Linked DNA regions of Sus scrofa: regions 2, 3 and 4 are each linked to region 1. The links are chromatin contacts, called in public HiChIP or PLAC-seq maps. All regions are on one chromosome and are shown on one strand. The core of a region is the stretch at or near the end of the contact, and the rest is flanking DNA. Distances in the headings are between cores, read along the strand shown. Region 1 has its middle 6.7 kb from the start of SNAI1. Region 2 overlaps PTPN1 (protein tyrosine phosphatase, non-receptor type 1). Region 3 has its middle 17 kb from the start of PTPN1. Region 4 has its middle 18 kb from the start of PTGIS.

What was found. HiChIP or PLAC-seq counts read pairs in DNA pulled down with a chosen protein or histone mark.
Region 2: a contact with region 1 is called in an H3K27ac HiChIP or PLAC-seq map of alveolar macrophages. The contact joins two enhancer-like sites. A contact is called at or near these places in 1 of 47 Hi-C or Micro-C datasets (embryonic fibroblasts) and 1 of 2 datasets of contacts at active chromatin or transcription factors (alveolar macrophages).
Region 3: a contact with region 1 is called in an H3K27ac HiChIP or PLAC-seq map of alveolar macrophages. The contact joins two enhancer-like sites. A contact is called at or near these places in 1 of 5 promoter capture datasets (liver), 3 of 47 Hi-C or Micro-C datasets (epiblast stem cells, liver and skeletal muscle) and 1 of 2 datasets of contacts at active chromatin or transcription factors (alveolar macrophages).
Region 4: an H3K27ac HiChIP or PLAC-seq map of alveolar macrophages shows a contact between it and region 1. The contact joins two enhancer-like sites. A contact is called at or near these places in 1 of 5 promoter capture datasets (fetal liver) and 1 of 2 datasets of contacts at active chromatin or transcription factors (alveolar macrophages).

What each region holds. Positions count from the first base shown.
Region 1 is chr17:51,537,397-51,542,157 of Sscrofa11.1, reverse strand. No RefSeq gene overlaps it. Among named protein-coding and RNA genes, the nearest start is that of SNAI1, 6.7 kb to the left of the region's middle. Within about 2 kb of position 2,142, at least 14 of the 83 cell types and tissues checked have an H3K27ac peak or open chromatin away from gene starts, as enhancers often do. A contact at or near this core is called in alveolar macrophages, where this site is marked.
Region 2 is chr17:52,041,713-52,046,473 of Sscrofa11.1, reverse strand. All of the region lies in intron 1 of PTPN1 (protein tyrosine phosphatase, non-receptor type 1), which reads right to left. Among named protein-coding and RNA genes, the nearest start is that of PTPN1, 27 kb to the right of the region's middle. Within about 2 kb of position 2,358, at least 13 of the 83 cell types and tissues checked have an H3K27ac peak or open chromatin away from gene starts, as enhancers often do. A contact at or near this core is called in alveolar macrophages, where this site is marked.
Region 3 is chr17:51,997,687-52,002,447 of Sscrofa11.1, reverse strand. No RefSeq gene overlaps it. Among named protein-coding and RNA genes, the nearest start is that of PTPN1, 17 kb to the left of the region's middle. Within about 2 kb of position 2,182, at least 1 of the 83 cell types and tissues checked has an H3K27ac peak or open chromatin away from gene starts, as enhancers often do. A contact at or near this core is called in alveolar macrophages, where this site is marked.
Region 4 is chr17:51,216,461-51,221,221 of Sscrofa11.1, reverse strand. It overlaps the pseudogene LOC110257424. Among named protein-coding and RNA genes, the nearest start is that of PTGIS, 18 kb to the right of the region's middle. Within about 2 kb of position 2,096, at least 8 of the 83 cell types and tissues checked have an H3K27ac peak or open chromatin away from gene starts, as enhancers often do. A contact at or near this core is called in alveolar macrophages, where this site is marked.

The sequences.
Region 1 (4,761 bases), core at 893-3,392:
AAGCTTGGATCTGGCGTTGCTGTGGCTCTGGCGTAGGCCAGCAGCAACAGCTTGGATTAGACCCCTAGCCTGGGAACCTCCATGTGCTGCAGGTGCGGCCCTAAAAAAAAGACAAAAAAAAAAAAAAATTGTGGTTTATTTATACCAGTCACATTTTTACCAGTTCCTTGTATGACCGTCCAGAGATGGTCTTTATAGAGACAAGGAAAGACATACATATGTGCATGAATCTGTACACCCCTTCTTTAAGTAACATAAGTGGGAGCCCACAAGCTAGTCTTTCCTCCCAAGTAACTATATTGTGTACCTTGAAAGTTGCTCCATCATGTCATGTGGCTCCCTTCATCTGTTGCAGAATGGCACACTTTCTCATTGTATGGATTATACCACAATCACACAATTTATCTAACAAGAGGACTTGTGATAGGCATTTAGATTAGAATACAATTTTTTTTTTTTTTTTGGTCTTTTTGCCTTTTCTAGGGCCGCTTCCCACGGCATATGGAGATTCCCAGGCCAGGGGTGTAATTGGAGCTGTAGCCACTGGCCTACACCAGAGCCCCAGCAACATGGGATCCGAGCCGCATCTGTGACCTACACCACAGCTCACAGCAACGCCGGATCCTTAACCCACTGAGCGAGGGCAGGGATCAAATCCGTAACCTCATGGTTCCTAGTCAGATTCGTTAACCACTGAGCTACGACGGGAACTCCTAGAATACAATTTTTTGCTGTTACAAACAAGGTGGCAATTTCAGTGACTCTCTTGTATTGCACACATAATTGCACCCAAAAATTATGTTACAAAAAGTGTTAGCAAATGCCCTCTAACGAGGTTAAAGTAAATCATTCTTCCACCAACAGGGAGATGGGGGACTTTTCTCAAAACCTGGTGGAAGTACGGTATTGTCAAATTTTGTCTTTTTTTTTTTTTTTGGTCTCTCGTCTTTTTAGGGCTGCACCTGAGGCATATGGAGGTTCCCAGGCTAGGGGTTGAATTGGAACTGCAGCTGCTCAGGCCTCATCTGTGACCTACACCATAGCTCACGGCAACACCAGCTCTGGATCCTTAACCCACTGAGCGAGGCTGGGGATGGAAGAACCCGAAGAACTGTGTCCTCGTGGATCCTAGTCTCAGTTCGTTAACCCCTGAGCCATAATGGGAACTCCTCAAATTTTATCTTTTCCCATCTGATAAGGGAAAGTGAGAGCTTCTAGTTACAATCTGCATTTACATGCTTGGGTGGAGCAATTTTCCATACTCCAAAGCCGTTTATTTTTTCTCTGTGTCCCGAATGAGCCCTGTGTGTCCTTTGGTCACTGAGTTGATGAACTTCCTAATCACTAAAAACTGTATGTTAGGCTAACTGCCCCCTCGATTAGATCATCATTCGGTGAGTGGATCAATCAGCGTTAATCTCAAACAGGAAGAAGACATTGTCCATGGAAAGTTCAATGAACAAAACCAGGCTCAACCTCCTTCCTTATCCTTGATTTAAAAAATAAAACCTCTTGAGTGTCTCTCACCTGCCTGAACACACACAGTGATTCAACCTTGGGCCTGACTCAGAAGGCCCTCTGTGAAGGAATCAAAGTCATCATCCTAGGACACAAAAGGCTTTCAAGGGAAGTTGGGTGTGGCCCAGGGCTGAGAGCTCCAAGAAAAGCTAGATAAATCCTTTTTATTCCAATCTGCTGAGCACCTGCTGTGTGCAAGTCTCTGTGCAGGAGGCTCACCTACATAGGTGTCCCTTTAGCATCCCCAAGTGGTATTGGACACTCCTGCACTGGAGCCAAGGTCCACGTGGGGACCAGTTAATACCTTATAGTGCAGTCAGATTAGCCCCCTGTCAAAAAGGAGAAAGTTCTATAGGTAATGGGTGTGGAATCAGATGGAGTGGAGTTCTCATGTGGCACAGCTGGTTAAGGACCTGGCATTGTCACCGCAGCAGCTGGGATCACTGCTGTGCCAGTTCAGTCCTGGGCCCCAGAACTTCCACATGGCACAGGAGTGGCCAAAAAAAAAAAAAAAGAGAGAGAGTGCAAGAGAGAGACATCAAGTGGTAAACAGCAAGGCCCAGAATAGCACACACAATATGATAATAGTTTGCGCATAAAGAGGAAGCGATGTGTGGGTATTTCTTAGAAACAACCCTTGGAGGGAGAACTAGAAACTAGTCCGGGGTGGGGGAGGGTTGTCTCTGAGGAGGGGACCTGGGTGGCAGCCTGGCAGGAGGAGGAAGGATCTTTTACGACACGCATTTCCTGTGTCTTAAAAATCATTTTTAAACACTTGCAACTATTAATGTCATTACTTTTTTTCTTTTTTTCAGCCAGCCCGTGGCAGATGGAGTTCCCTGGCTAGGGATCAGATCTGAGCCACGATTGCAGCAACTCCAGGTCCTTAAGCCACTGTGCAGCACCGGGGATCCAGAGACCCAGAGACCCCACCTATTGCTTTGCACCACAGCAGGAACTCCATTTACTTTTTTTTCCAGCTCATCAGCAGGTGGAAGTTTCTAAGCCAGGGATTGAAACTGCACTACAGCAGTGAAGTGACCTGAGCCACAGCAGGGACGATGTCAGATCCTTAACCTGCCTGGTCACCAGGGTATGAATCAGTTATTTCACAGGCATGTGTCACTATTTCAAATACTTTGTCATGAAAAAACCCCAGCCACAAAATCCAGGCAAATATTGACTGCCAGCCGCTGTGATCTCGTTTCTTTATCTAGTGAATATGGGTAATAAGTAGGGGACAACTGTCCTGGTTTGCCCAGGACTGAGGGTTTCTGGAACAATCCCAGGCAACCGGGAAGAGGGGATTGCCCTGGTTAAATGGCAGGTATCGAGGCCTTGAGGGTGGATGTGTCAGGGCTGAGTGGGGCCCTGAAGCTAGACCTCTCCACACCTGCTGAGCCAACATCTCACCCGGAGAGCCACTGATGCTCCAGACCTGACGCAGGCCCTAGCGATCTTGCTACCATGCCGAGCACGGCTTGCCAGCTAATCTCCACGCATTTGCCAAAGGGGCTCACATCCATTATCTCACAGACTATCTCGCACACTAATTTGCCCTGGCAGCCTCGCCCCTCAGACTGCACTGATATCACCTGTTATCTCCACTTCCTGGCAGAAGGAGGAACCTGTTTCCAGGAAAAGCCCCAGGGCCTCTTCGCTCCCCACCTGCACCCATCTTTCACACCTGGAGACCTCTGTGCATCTCTGGACCACTAGGTGTGGGTGATGTTGCCGAAGAGGGGAACGTGAGAACAAATGATTTCCTTAGGTCGAAATAACATCCAAACCCTGCTCTTGGCTCACCTCGCCCGGCGGGCTCTTCTCCTCCACTCTCCCCGCATTCATCTGCTTCAGACTCATCGGGCCCTCTTGCCTCCTCTTCACACAGGTTCTTTTCCACAGCAGGGCCTTTGCACTTGTGGTTCTCCCCCAGATCTTCCCAGAGCTGCTCTCAGGTCACTCATCACCTCTGAGATGCTCAAGTCGTCACCCTCTCACTGCTGCCACAGTGGCTATGTGACCCCCCGCAGCAAGCCCTGAGTGGTAAGCAAGGGTATTAACCCCTTTTACCAGTAAGAAAACTGAGGCTCAGAGAAGTGACAGGCTATTATGCCCGAGTCACAGTAACCCAGTGATGGAAAGCCCCTGGTCTAGTGTCTAGCGGGCCAGGATCTTATAATGAACCGGCCGGGTCACAAACAAGCCCCGGCACCCGGAGCTCACAGGGGAGGAAGAGCGGTACTGGGCTCCCCACCAACCCAGAGGGGCCCAGGTGAGTCAGAAGGGTGAGACTGACTGACTTCAGGCTGAGGTCACAGGATGGGCAGGTGTGAGAGGAAGTGAGCAGACATTCTGGGCAGCAGTGACCACTGGCCACCGTGATTAGAGAGCCCGGGGCAGATGAGTGTTCCAGGGTGTGAAAGCAGTTCAGGTGGCAGAGGCTTCAGGACGGAGAGAGCCCTAGGCCCCTTAGAATTTCTGAGATTGCCAGTCTTTTTTGGCTGTGCCTGTGGAATGTGGAAGTTCCCAGGCCAGGGATTGAACTCATGGCACAGTGACAATGTCAGATACTTACCCCGCTGTGCCACAAGGAAACGCCTTGCCTTTTTTTTTTTTTTTTTTTGCTTTTTAGGGCCACACCCACAGCATATGGAGGGTCCCAGGCTAGGGGTCCAACTGGAGCTACAGCTGCCGGCCTCCGCCACAGCCACAGTAATGCCAGATCCAAGTCGTGTCTGTGACCTACACCACAGCTCATGGAAATGCCAGGTCCTTAACTCACTAACGAGACCACGGATCAAACCCGAATCCTCATGCATACTAGTCAGATTGTTTCTGCTGCACCACAACAGGAATTCCTCTTTTTTTTTCCGCTGGCCACACTCTTGGCATATGGAAGTTTCAGGATCGTATCTGAGACCTACACTGAAGCTGTGGCAATGCCAGATCCTTAACCCACCGCAACAGCCAGGGGTCAATCCCTCACCCCGGCAGTGACTTCAAGCCACTGCAGTCAGATTCTGAACCCACTGCACCACAGCAGGAACTCCTGCTGCTCTTTTTTAAAATTAGAAATGTTCAAATGGAGTTTAGAAAACTGTGGTTTGGTTTTAATATTTTTATTGACTACATGAACACTTCTAAGACATATACACGGGAGTTCCCATCGTGGCGCAGTGGTTAACGAATCCGACTAGGAACCATGAGGTTGCGGGTTCGGTCCCTGCCCTTGCTCAGTGG
Region 2 (4,761 bases), core at 1,109-3,608, 500 kb before region 1:
AGGAAAGAGAGACTTCCTTGGCATTGCTGACCTATCACCTCTCCTTGCAGACTTTGGTTGGTGTTAATGAGACAAAATAAGTCACGCAGCTATGTCCAAGTTGTTTTGCCTCCTCTGTTCCAGCACGGTTGCAATGAGGGCTGGGGTGGAGAAAGGATGGCAATTCTCCACTGGAGCAACCCCAGGAGCCCACTGCTTATGTCACTCTTCAAGCCCCTGCCATCACACCCATGGTCAGAGGAGAGCAGGGGCCTACACTGCAGAACACTGGCCTGCGACCCAGGTCTGTGTGTTCAGACTCCTGGGGGTGCACAGGGCATATACAACACTTCCTAAACTTTTTGTCTTTTTTTTTTTTTTTTGCCTTTTCTAGGGCCACCCCCACGGCATATGGGGGTTCCCAGGCTAGGGGTCTAATCGGAGGTGTAGCCGCCAGCCTACACCAGAGCCACGGCAACATGGGATCCAAGCTGCGTCTGCAACCTACACCACAGCTCACCGCAACGCCGGATCCTTAACCCGCTGAGCAAGGCCAGGGATCGAACCCGCAACCTCATGGTTCCTAGTCAGATTCGTTAACCACTGTGCCACGACGGGAACTCCAACACTTCCTAAACTTAAGTCTCCTCAGCTCGAAGGAGCAGACACTCCAGGTCTAACTTCCTCACCAACAGAGTACCACTACTGCAGACACAGGGCCCTCAATAAGGATTCGCTGAGTGAGCAGGCTAAAGAGAAAGAACCAGGGGAGAGAGATGAATTTGGAATTAAGAAAACAGAGACAGCATGAGGATGGCAGTGGAAAACAAAACAATGAATACAAGAAGAAAGCACCAGTGACCCAACTAGCCTTGAGAACTCTGCTCTCTCCCTCTGACCTCCTAAACAGAACGCTCAGGGGTGATTTTCCTGTAATGAGTAATCTCCTGCTATGATACCCAAGGAATGGCTGGGTGTGAGAGAAACATTTCTTGGAAGGAGGTGCCCCTTCCCCTCTACTTCTCCTGCAGGCAGCACGATTTTCTGATGCAATACACTCCTGGAGAAGGCAACATTCCATCTGAGGTGGAATCTAGGCTCCCTCCATTCTCCCTACAAAGTAGGGGAGGAGCAGGTCAATGGCTGGAATATCAGGAAGGCTTTTACATGGGGCCCTGGAGCCAGGCTGAGGATGGACTCGACGCAGTACGAAGCACTCCGAAATCAAAACCCACGGCTCCTCGCCGCTGCAAAGAGTATTCAAGTAGGAATGGCAAGTGCTGTCTTCCTTGTTCCTTGTGCCCAGCAGAGCTTGTCAAGATGATCAGCTCCCACTTGCACTCTGAACATACTTCCAGGCTTTTGGTCCCTCAGTCCAGACCCTGGATGGTGCTGTCAGCTTTGAGATTTCATTTTCCAAGTCCAAAGTAGACTTGGATCTGGCTCTTCGGACCTGTGCGTTTATTAATTTTTTAAAAAAGTATTTGTTATGATGCTTGGATTTACTTCAAAATAAATTAGAGCTAGGAGGGGTTAATGGGCAGGGGGTACAGAGGAAAGAAGATGAGCCAGGAGTTTCTAATTACTGAAACTGGGTGATGATACAGAGGGGTTCATTATACTAATCTATTTCTATATGTTTGAAAGTTTTCATAAAGGAGTCTTGCGACTCAATTTTTTTAAGGGGGAGAAATGATATAAATGGATATATGTTTTTGAGAGATTACACTGGCTTTATGATCCTGGGAAGATGGTGGCAGTGGCAGCACAGTTTCTCCCTCTCCCTAAGATCCCCTGTAAAAATAAACAGGGCAACAGGATAGCAACACCAACAGACAACCCCTCAGACATTAGAACAAAACCACGCACGAGGCTGTGTTGTGATTCTTAAAGTTCAAGTAAGCAGGGGACACACCAGTTATTAAGACCTATGTGGTATTAGCATTTGAGAGGAAGGAAAATCAAAACAACTGGGCATTCTGATGGCTGGGATCAGGAGAAGCCCAAATCACCATCAGGTCTCACTGGAAAGTGTGACAGGCCAACCTGTTAGCAGCCAAACAGGGAGCAGATTCCACAGGCTTCAGTTCCCAGGCATTGCCAGGCTCCCCTCACCAAGGTGCTGGGACAGCCTAGGCCCTACAGACTCTCAAAACTAGGACCTTCTAGGATAATGCCTGCCCTGAGAAGGTTCTGGGAGTAGTACAAACTGAGCAAGATATGGACAAAAGGGGCAAAGCAAAGAGAAGGCTGAGATAACAGGCAAAAATGAGAGGAACTGGGGAAGCAGATCTAGGAAAGCATAAGGTGGTTTTAAAAATCACTTCACAGAGTCAACTGAAGAGGGAGCCTGAGAGCTCTGGGTTAGAATGTCTGACTCACTCCTTCCTTCCTAAAACTACAGGGAAACCACTCAGTTTAAAATGATCAGCAGACAAGGAACAGTTGAGTTCTACACAGCATTAATATATAAAAGAGAAGGAACAAACAACATCCCTACAGAAAACAAAAGTAAGCTAGAAAGAGGCCTACAAAAGATGAAACTAAGCTAAAAGAAATTAAGAAAATGGTAGAAGCTATGGAAGAACAATATAAATGAGAATGAAAACTCAATAAACAAGGCAACTGGAAAAATGAATGATATGAAAAGAGAAGTGAAAGAAATCAGGAAAGAATTCAAAAGAAAAGACGAAAATATTTTCTGAAATGAAGACAAAAGAAGGAGAACCACAAGAGCAAATAGACACATTTAATGCCTTAAAAGAAACAGATTAAGGAGGAGCTTAAAATTTTTTTCACAAAGAAATAACCAAACAGAAGCATGTCCCTTGTACTATTACAATTGTTCTGTAAGTTTGAAATTAAATTTTTTTAAACCTGAAATTATATTTAATAATTTTCCATTTATTTTTGAAGTAAATTTAGAAAGATTTTGACATTTTTGAGAGGAAGTGAAAGAAACAGATGATAGGCAGAAAAGATCAAACATACCCACAACAGGCTGAGTCCCTGAGAAGGAAATCAAAGCCATATAACAAAAGAAATACTGAAAACTCAAATTTAAGACTCTCCTGAAGTTAAAAAAAAAAAAAAAGACTGCAACTATACACTGAAAGAACACACTGATCTTGACCCAAAATGGCTAACACCAAGACATGGTTTAATAAGTGAGTACACTTTGAAATAAAAGATTAAAAAAAAATCCTTTGGGAATCTAGTATAAAGATAAGTCATTTTCAAGGGCAAAACATTAGACCATCAAACATCCACAGCAATGCTTTATACCACAATGGAATAATCTATTTAAATTACTTAAGTAAATAAAACATGATCCAAAGACTTTTATATACCGATGGCCTTCAAATATAAAGGCTGCAGACAAACTGTTATGAAAATACTCTAACTCATGGAATATTGTTTCTATAAACCATTCCCGAGGAATATAGCAGAGAATGAGCATCAGGCAACCAAAGTGACTAGAGATTTAGCGATCGAGTGATAGTGAGCGTTACTGCTTCCTAGTAGATGTAAGATAACAGGATGGCTGTGAGGGAGACCGCGTACTACATAATGTAACTACCAAAGGGAGTGGAAGGCAGAGTGGGAGAGGTTGCTTTTTTTTTTTTTTTTTTTTTTTCTTTTTAGGGCCACACCCATGGCATACGGAGGCTCCCAGGCTAGGGGCTGAGCTGCAGCTGCCAGCCTACACCACAGCCACAGTACTGCGGGATCCGAGCCTCATCTGTGGGCCTACACCACAACTCACACACGGCAATGCCGGATCCTTAACCTGCTTCCTCACGGATCCTAGTCGGGTTTGTTAACCCGCTGAGCCACGAAGGGAACTTCTGGGGAAAGTTTTTGAAAAGGAGAATAATCCTGCTAATATCAGTTTTATGGATCTCAACTGAGACTCCTCAAGTATCAACTGAGAAATCAGATGCTGAGGGAGAGGGAAGGGAAGGAGGCTAGATGATGACGTCAATACTGCTCACAGAAAGGAATCGCAGTAATAACCAAAAACTGAGGGTACTAAGGCTACGTAATAAAGACATTAGTAAATCTTTGAATCATTAGAAAATATAGACATTCCTAAGCATAGAAAGAACTTAATCATTATAAAATTCCTCCTCTAAAATTATAGAAATAATATATGTCCAGTGCATACAATACCAAGACGTAATGAGAAAATTTAACCAATGTAAACAGTCTAGAGTGTCTACTCCTCCAAACATGCGAAATAATGAATTCTTAAATAACAAATTCATTATTTATGAATTATTACTACTTATTTTTATGTAGAAATGCTCACACCTATATTACTCTATAATATAATCTTGTTATCAGCCTCTAACCTACCTTCATTTACTCATATAATTTATTTTAACTGTGTTTTCTAGGTGTATCAATCACATTGGCAAAAAGAACAAATCTGTCTCTCCCAAGTGTTTAGCAATAACTTAATTTTCTTATTACTTTATCTAGAAACTCCAAAATAATGTTCAATAAAAGCTGGATTAAGTTAAAAATGACTTTAGCATTATAACAGCTAGGTTTGAGAAACAGGTTCTCTTGTTGAAGTAGCTTCCATCTATTCTTATGCTATTAAATTTTAATTATTGGGAGTTCCCTTCGTGGCACAGCGGAAACAAATCCGAATAGTATACATGAGGATGAGGGTTTGATTCCTGCCTCGCTCAGTGGGTTGGGGATCCGGCATTGCCACTGCCATTGCCATGAGCTGTGGTGTAGGTTGCAGACACAGTTTGGATCCCGCACTGC
Region 3 (4,761 bases), core at 933-3,432, 460 kb before region 1:
ATTAGTTTGTCACTCTGTTGGAAATTTAGATTTCAGAGAGGGTTTGTTTGGCTTGGCCCCGGTGACTTAGCCACTCACAGGCTAAAAGAGTTTAAGGCATTGTGGTTGACCAGTAGTTCCCCCACAGGAAGATTCGGGCACAGGAAGTGGGAAGGGATGTTAAACAAGCAGAAGAAAACAAGAAAGTCCACCTCAACTTCTTGAGGAGCTTAAGCTCTTGATGCTGCTGGCGGGGGGTGGGGGGGCAAGGTTCATGTCCTAACTGAAAACCCATAAAACTGTGATGTGCTTTTGCAGTGATACTCCCCTCAAAGAAGAAGAGAGAGACATCCCAGGATGAAATAGGGCAGGGGGAAGCATGCAACATCCCGGGATGATATTGGGGAGGAGTGGGTGGAGAAAGAGCAAGATACTTGTTAGCTTGACTTCAAAGATGCCTGTTATTCATTCTTTCTCTTGAGATATGGGCTCTATTGTTCTGCCCCCTTGAATCTGGACTGGCCTTGACTTTGTGTCTGTTTGACCAATAGAACAGGGTGAAAGTGCTGCTGGGCCAGTTCTAGGCTTCGTGCTTTGTGTAGCCCTGAGCCACCATGGAAGTTCAGGCTACTCCAGTGGGAGAGCCCTGAGATGCCATCTGCAATGTCCAGTTCAAATCAAGATAACGTCAAGCCCAGTAGCCATCTGTTTGCAACGGCATGAGACTCACTCAGCCGAGTCCAGTCAACCCATAAAACTGCCAATGAGAATAATAAACTGCTGTTTTTAAGCCACTAAATTTGGGGCTGGTTTGTCATGCATCACCCGATAGCTAGAACAATACATGAAAATACTATCATATAAAATTGAGATTTCTATTTTCATATTTACTAACATTTTAATAAAAATATTTTTATTATAAAAGTAACATAAGGGGTTCCCATCATGGCTCAGCGGTGTGAACTAGTGTCCAAGAGGACACAGGTTCGATCCCTGGCCTCCCTCAGTGGGTTAAGGATCCAGCATTTCCATGAACTGTGATGTAGATGGCAGGTACAGCTCGGATCCTGCATTGCTGTGGCTGTGGTGTAGGCTGGCAGCTGTAGCTCCGATTTGACTTCTAGCCTGGGAACTTCCATATGCCATGGGTGAGGCCCTAAAAAGACAATAAATAAAATAAAATAAAAGTAATATATGTGTTATCAAAAATGGAGAAAAGAAACATCTTAGTTACATCGATTTAACATCAATCACAATCACTCTTAGGATTTTAGGGTTAGGGTTTGGGTTTTTCCCCCTTTACAATATGTCATCCTTACTGTACATTGCCTTCAAGTATGTGTAACCAGCAACCCATACGAATAATGCTATAAATAGCCACTTACAGTAGATAGAATAATGGTCCCTACAAAGAAATCTATGCTCTAAACCTCAGAACCTATAAATGTGTTACTTTATGTGGCAGAAGGGACTTCGTGAGTAGGTTAATGATATTGAGATGGGGAGATTATCCTGGATTATCTCCGTGGGCCCAATGGAGCAAAAAGGGTCCTTATAAAAGGGAGGCAGGTGGGTCAAAGTCAGAGAAAACGATGTAAATAAGGAATCAGGGTCTAAGAGAGTGATCAGAAGATGCCATGCTGTTTTCTTTGAAGATGGAGGATGTGCCACGAGCCAAGAAGCTGGAAAAGGCAAGGAAACAGATTCCTGCCTGGAGACTCTGAAAGGAATGGAGATCTGCAAACGCCCTTATTTTTTTTTTTTTTTTAGCTCCATAAGACCCATCTTCTGACTTTGTAATTATAAGGCAATAACTTCGCATTACTTTCAGCCACTAGGTTTGTGATAATTTGAAACAGCAACCATAGGAAACTAACATATCACCTTATTTAGCATTTAACACACAGTATCTTATTTAATTTTCACAACAACTCTCTGAGGCAGGTTCTACTACCACCTGCATTTTAGAAATGAGGAAGCTGGTGCTCAGAAAGCCGAAGGGACTTCCTCAGGTCCCAGAGCTACTAAAAGGCAGAGTCAAGGACCCACGCTGGCCCTGCCATTTATGGTTACACATATAAATACCACTAGTATAGGATTTATTTGGACTCAGGTAAACATACAGACATTGGTCTATGCCTCTGTCATGTTGCCATTTTTTTTTCATTGTTTGTTCCTGTATTAACATCGTGACTTCTGTGGAAGTCCCCAGCAGCCATCAGAAGAAAACCACAGTTTTGAAATTGCATGAGCTTTTGACTCATTGGTCTTTATTGCTGTTGGCACTAAAGAGTCTCATTTAAAAAGTTGAAATCCCAATTCACTTTGGGGTTTGGGTGGACCAGATATAATTTTGAAGGACGCTTGTATCTTGACTGTTATGTCAATCTCCTGCTTTTGAGCCTGGTTTGAGTAACAGTTAAAGAAGCGCTATAAGACCTCTTAAATGGGCCCTAAAGGCATCTATAATCTGAAGATAGCCAAGAGTATGAGCAAATAAGATTCTTTTCTATTTAGTGGAATTTCCCCCTCTGAGGGGAAGGTTGATTGATCCATGAACTAAGCTCACACAGACTGGTGTGAAGTCCAGCATTGTCTCCAGACAGCTTTGGCATTGACCTGTTTGGACCATCTTTTGCTTATGTGTAGAAAACTGTCATTCCTCACCCCCAACACCAAACACCTGCATTTCCATAAAGTTCTCCCACTTGCTTACATGCGAGTGTGGTCCCACCCGTCCTGGATTCTCACGCCCTCTTAAACTTAAACTGTTTAAGTTCTGACCAAACTTGATTTCCCCTTGAATGTCCAACTGATAGTCCTATTGTAGAGTCTTCTGAAATAATTTTTTAAACTCTTTTTTATGAAGACTTCATCTATAGTAATGTCTATATTTAGGGTCCAGTTCTTCAGTATGAAACATCCTACTTGCACAAGACTGTCCCCAACAATGGAAAAATCCAGCCCAAAATATCCATCAGGCTGAGACTGAGAATCTGCATCTCAGCTGTGATCAAATAATTTCCTTTCATTGGTGGCCTTCTCTTCTCCCTCTCACTCCCACTCTAAAGATCTGTACTTCCATGCCTCCCACATGTGTTGTTTAGTGGTTTAGTGTCTCTTTTCCTGCTGTAACATAAACTCTAAGGGGAAAGGATTTTGTCTGTCTTGTCTCACCATATATTGGCTACTTAATAAATGTACTGAATAAATGAAAAGTGCAAATGAAATTCGTAAAGTATCTTTAAAATTTAGGGACACCAAAAAAAAATTTAAGGACACCATAAGGCTTTTCTCAACCTCAGTCTTGATAACCTCCTAAACATCATTTAGGAAAAAGTAGATGTGTGGGGTGGGGGTGGGGGGCTGGTAGACATTGTTTTTGCAGACTAAATCTGAGCTGGAATTTCAGCACTGCCAGTTAACTGCCACATTACCAAGAGCAAGTCACATTCCTCTCTGAACCCAGTTTTCTCATCTGTAAAATGGGAATTATAAAAACAAGATTAAATGTACTAATGCATGTCAGTGCCCTGCACTTTGTAAACGTTGGCTTTGCACCTTCTTCTCTGTTCCCTCTTTCTTGAGTTTCCTGACCAGCATTGGTGCCTATGATCGTCTCTTTCAGCCCATCCTGGAGGACTGCCTGAAGCTTGGTGGACAGTTTTGTACATGGTTATGGCTTCCAACCTCCAGCATCTGCATCACTGCCCAGGGCCCATGTGCTCAGTGTGTACACAGCAGGTCACAAGGGAAATGCCTGGGAATTGATAGCCCTAGGCAGTACCTTCAACCACTGGGAGATGGGTGCTGTGGATAAATGTCCCAGAGGTTCCCACTGAGATTGGGCCCCAGTTGCACATAAAGGGAACCAACTCACTGACATACCCTTTATTCTGGTCCTCCCTTCCCTACCTCATTTTCCCACTCCTTTGTTCTTCTTCTTGGGGTTGTCTCCCAAATAAACTACTTGCACCTAGGGAGTAGCAGTTGTTACTGAGTTTGTGAGCCTCAGATTTTATCATTTTCCCAGCTTCACTTGCCCAACTAATAGCTGCTAGCGTCTTCATCTTTTTGTATGAGTTTGTTTTTTTTCCTGGCTGTTGGACCTCCCTCGCAGACTGGAAGTATTGGAGAACTAGGACTCTCTCCCTTCCACCCAGATGCAGCCATCAACCTGTGCCTGGAAAGAGGTGATATATAAATACCCCAGCTCCCTGGTCCCTCGGGTAGGATAACTCTGAAACACATGTTCTACACTGGTGAGGCGAAGCTCCAGTTACCCATGGCAGTAACTGTCTTGATAACTTGCTTAATTTCGGTTGTTCTCTCTTCCCTTCTTTCTCCTTCCCTACTGAATAAAATACTTGTCCTTGAATCTTTGTCTCAGGCTCTGCCTCTGGGGAAACCCAAACTAAGATACAAATTTGGCTATAGGGGGTTTCCAAACTAAGATATCAATTAAATCCGACTGCAGTCTAGCTTTAAACCCCCCCCCCCATCCCCAGAGAACATGCTATTGTCCAATTAAACAGCATTCCTGTAATGACTCCATTTGAAGCCAAAGCAGATGACTCCTATTCAGTGGGTGGAAGGACCTCATCTTTCTCATGGCATTAGCAAGAAATATACCCTACTCTTTGGTACATAATCACTTGAATCCATTTATTGTCTTTCACAAACTGAAGCACAGAGGATGCTCTGTTAGCAGCTTTAGAAGTAGCCCTTGGGTCTCCAGTGTGTGGGAGGGTGTTTCTTGTTCTCATTGATTTAGTTACTTTC
Region 4 (4,761 bases), core at 847-3,346, 320 kb after region 1:
GAATTCAACCTTATTGAGAGGAGAGAGCTTGTACCCCTCCAAGAACTGATTGAAAAACTCACTTCAAAGGACAAATAAAAGGATGCAGACCTGTGCAAATTATTCCTCAAATGAAGCTGTATGGAGTACATTTGGATTTTGTTTATATTTAGCTTGGTTGCTTTTGTCTTAGGTTTGGGGGGGCTTGTTTGGGTTCCTTTTCCTTTCTTCTGAATAAATGAAACCATATCCTAAAAATAAAAAAAAATCAACTTTACTATGAAATAGTTGGGCTGGTAGCGTCCTGACACCATTTGTTCTTCTGTTCAGTGTAACAGCTAAAGGACTTCCGTTACTGAGGTTCTTCTCTTGGAATTCGATCCTGTCATCTCTGTGGGTCACATCCTCTTCCCTTTTTAAAGTATTGGATGTAATCTACCCTTAGGAGAGAACGACTCCTTGTGTAATGCTGTTGTAGCTGGGGGCACCTTGGAAAGGTTTGTAAAGTTAGCTTTGACTTGGAGCATGGATGCCTTAGGACTTTTCCATTTGTGCTTTACACAATCTCATTAAATACCTGCAATATATTTTTTACATAGTGTTTTATTTTGTTTTGTTGATTTTTAGGGCTGTACCCACGGCATATGGAAGTTCCCAGGCTAGGGGTCGAATCAGAGCTGTAGTCGCTGGCCTATGCCAGAGCCACAGCAACTCGGGATCCGAGCCACGTCTGCGACCTACTCACAGCTCACAGCAACGCCGGATCCTTAACCCACTGAGCGAGGCCAGGGATCAAACCTGCAACCTCATGGTTCCTAGTCGGATTTGTTAACCACTGAGCCACAACGGGGACTTATCTTATTTAGTTCTTAGCAGAACCTGGAGAGGCAAAGACTAAGATTATCTCCATTTCAGAGAAAGGAAAACCAAGGCTCAGAGAGGCTCAGTAACTGGCCTAAAGTCACACAGCTAGTGAGTGGCAGAGTTAGGATTTGAAACTAAGTCTGGCTGAGTTCAGATCTTTCTTTCTTTATTTTTCAGTCTCTTTCTCGCTTTATTAAAGTATGGTTGATTTACAATGTTGTGCCTGTTTCTGCTGTACAGCAGAGTGACTCAGTCATACATATATATACATATTTGAAAATATTATTTTCCATCATGGCCTATCCCAGGAGACTGGCTATAGTTCCTTGTGCTCTGCAGCTGATCTTTAAACTGAAATGTTACTCAGCATCTCTGGACTCCCTAAAACTGAGTGTGCTTCGGAATTGCCTCAGAGGAGGGTCTGTTAAAATGAAAAGCCTCGGAATTCCCTGGTGGCACAAGGGGTTAAGGATCTGGCATTGTCACTGCTGTGGCTTGGATTGCAGCTGTGGCAGGGGTTCCATCCCTGGCCTGGGAACTTCCGAAGGCTTTGGGTGCAGCCAAATAAATAAATAAACGAGGAGCCCATCTATGGTAGACCCCAGGAATCTGTGTTTGGACAGCCTGTTCCTCGTCTCTGCTTGTAGGTGATCTGACGCTGATGGTCTGTGGACCACATTTGGAAAAAGACCCTCAGATCTTGCTGCTGCTCTTCCTAAAACCATCGATGGTGCCCTTTTGCCCTCAGACTTGAATCCAAAGCCCTGAGCAGGTAATGTACCCTCTTTCTCTCCTCCACTCTGGTTTCTGAGTTTGTGTCATCTCTCACCCCTGTTGTAGGTGCCACACCCTCTGCCTGCAGCTCTCCCCCTCTCCTAGTCCGGTTGGTTCCTGCAGGTCCTGGATCCTAGCCTCATTGGGCAGCCTAACTTTGGACAAGGTCTTCACTCTTTTGGGGTCTCTGCTTCTCCACTGGAGCCACAAGGGTTTGAGTAGATGCTGGTCTGTGAACAGAACAGCCAGAGCAGGCTCTAACCACTAAAGGTGGCATTGGGGATGCCCCTCTTGGTTGTGGGCCAGCAGCCTGTTTTCCTGGCAGATGCTAAGCTCCAAGTCACGTAGCTGAAATGCTCCAGGGAAGTCCAGACCCAGCATCTTGGCTGCTGCTTTGGCCAAATCAGTGTTTCCCCACCTTATCTCCAACCAGCTTGCTCATAAAGTTTAGACACTTGGCCTCAAGTTGGGAAATCTGATGATTCAGAGAGAAAGCATCTTCAGCCGTCCCCTGACCCCAGAAACCTCTACTCCCCGACAGGAACACACCCTTTGCGACAGAGAAATGTACTTTCCCCAACAGCAGTTCTTCATGGAGACAGGAGGAAACCAAGGCCCAGAGAGGAAAAACAGCTTCCCTAAAACCACACATCCAGCCAGCAGTATGCCTGCATAAGGTATTTACTGAGCACCTACTGTGTGTAAGTCCTCGTGGCAGATGCTGGGAAGACAGTGGTGAACAGGACAAAGATGGAAACAGTTCTCTGGGGGATTTCAGTCTTGGCAGGAGAGGCCTGATCATATTAAAAGCTGACACAAAGCTCTTATCATGTGCTGGTCACCCTTTAAAGTGCTTTATGTGATTAACTTATTTAATCCTCATAACAGCCTAAGCAGGTGGCTACTGTCATTTTACAGTAAGGAAACAGGCACAGTAAGGTTAAGACACTTGCCTGAGCTCACACAGCTGGGGCAGGGGGCTAAATGCTGGACTTCTGAGATATCTTGCGATGAGGAGATTATTCTAGATTGTCCAGGAGGACTCTAAGTGCCACCACACATGTCATTATAAGAGGAAGGCGGGAGTTCCCCTCGTGATTCAGTGGGTCAAGAACCTGACTAATATCCATGAGGACTCGGGTTCAATCCCTGGCCTCACTCAGTGGGTTAAGGATCCAGCGTTGCACAGAAGTAGAACAAACAATCCCAAAATTTATATGGAACCATAAAAGACCCAGAACTGCCAAAGCAATCCTGAGGAACAAAAACCAAGCAGGAGGCATCACTCTCCCAGACTTCAGGCAATATTACATAGCCACAGTAATCAAGACAGAGTGGTACTGGTACCAAAACAGACATACAGACCAATGGAGCAGAATAGAGAACCCAGAAATAAACCCAGACGCCTATGGTCAATTAATTTTTGACAAAGGAGCAAGAATATAAAATGGGAAAAAGAGTCTTTTCAGCAAGTGGTGCTGGGAAAACTGGACAGTCACATGTAAATCAATGAACCTGGAAAACACCCTCACACCATAAACAAAAATAAACTCAAAATGGCTTAGACTTAAATTTAAGACAAGACACCATCAAACTCCTAGAAGAGAACATAGGCAAACATTCTCTGACATCAACTTTACAAATGTTTTCTCAGGTCAGTCTCCCAAGGCAACAGAAATAAAAGCAAAAATAAACCAACGGGACTTAATCAAACTGACAAGCTTTTGCACAGCAGAGGAAACCATTAAAAAAAAAAAAGACAACCTACAGAATGGGAAAAAATAGTTTCAAACAATGCAACTGACAAGGGCTTAATCTCCAAAATATACAAACAACTTATACACCTCAACAGTAAAAAAATCCAGCAACCCATTTGAAAAATGGTCAAAAGACCTGAATAGACATTTCTCCAAAGCAGATATACAGATGGCCAATAAGCACATGAAAAGATGCTCAACATCACTGATTATTAGAGAAATGCAAATCAAAACTCCCATGAGGTACCACCTCACACCAGTCAGAATGGCCATCATTAATAAGTCCACAAATAACAAATGCTGGAGAGGGTGTGGAGGAAAGGGAACCTTCCTACATTGTTGGTGGGAATGTAAATTGGTACAACCACTATGGAGAACAGTATGGAGGTACCTCAGAAAACTAAATATAGAACTACCATATGACCCAGCAATCCCACTCTTGGGCATATACCCAGAAAAAAATAACCTTGAAAAAGATACATGTACCTGTATGTTCATTACAGCATTATTCACAATAGCAAAGACATGGAAACAACTTAAATGTCCATCGACAGATGACTGGATTAAGACTATGTGGTATAGATACACAATGGAATACTACCCAGCCATTAAGAAAGAGAAAAAAAAAAAAAAAAAAAAAAGGAGTTCCCGTTATGGCTCAGTGGTCATCGAATCCGACTAGGAACCATGAGGTTGTGGGTTCGATCCCTGACCTTGCTCAGTGGGTTAGGGAGCTGGCGTTGCCATGAGCTGTGGTGTAGGTTGCAAACACGGCTCAGATCCCTGTGTTGCTGTAGCTGTGGCTCAGGCCGGTGGCTACAGCTCCATAGCCTGGGAACCTCCATATGCCACGGGAGCGGCCCAAGAAATGGCAAAAAGACAAAAATAGAGAGAGAGAGAAAAAGAAAGAGCAAAATAATGCCATTTGCAGCAACTTGAATGGAACTAGAGACTCTCATACTAAGTGAAGTCAGAAAGAGAAAGACAAATACCACATTGTATCACTTACATGTGGAATCTAAACTATAACACAGATAATGCTGCAAGTGCGGCCTTTAAAAAAAGACCAAAAAAAAAAAAACAAAAAACAAAAACAAAAACAACACAGAAGAACTTATCTATGAAATAGAAACAGGCTCACAGACATAGAGAATAGACTTTCGGTTGCCAAAGGGGGATGAGGGAGGGATGGATTGGGAGTTTAGAGTTAGCAGATGCAAACTACTACACATAGAGTGGATAAATAACAAGCTCCTACTGGATATTCAATATCCTAGGGTAAACCATAATGGAAAAGAATGTAAAAAAGAATGTATATGTGTATAACTGAGTCACTTTGCTGTACAGTAGAAGTTAACACAACGCCATAAATCAGCTATACTCAATA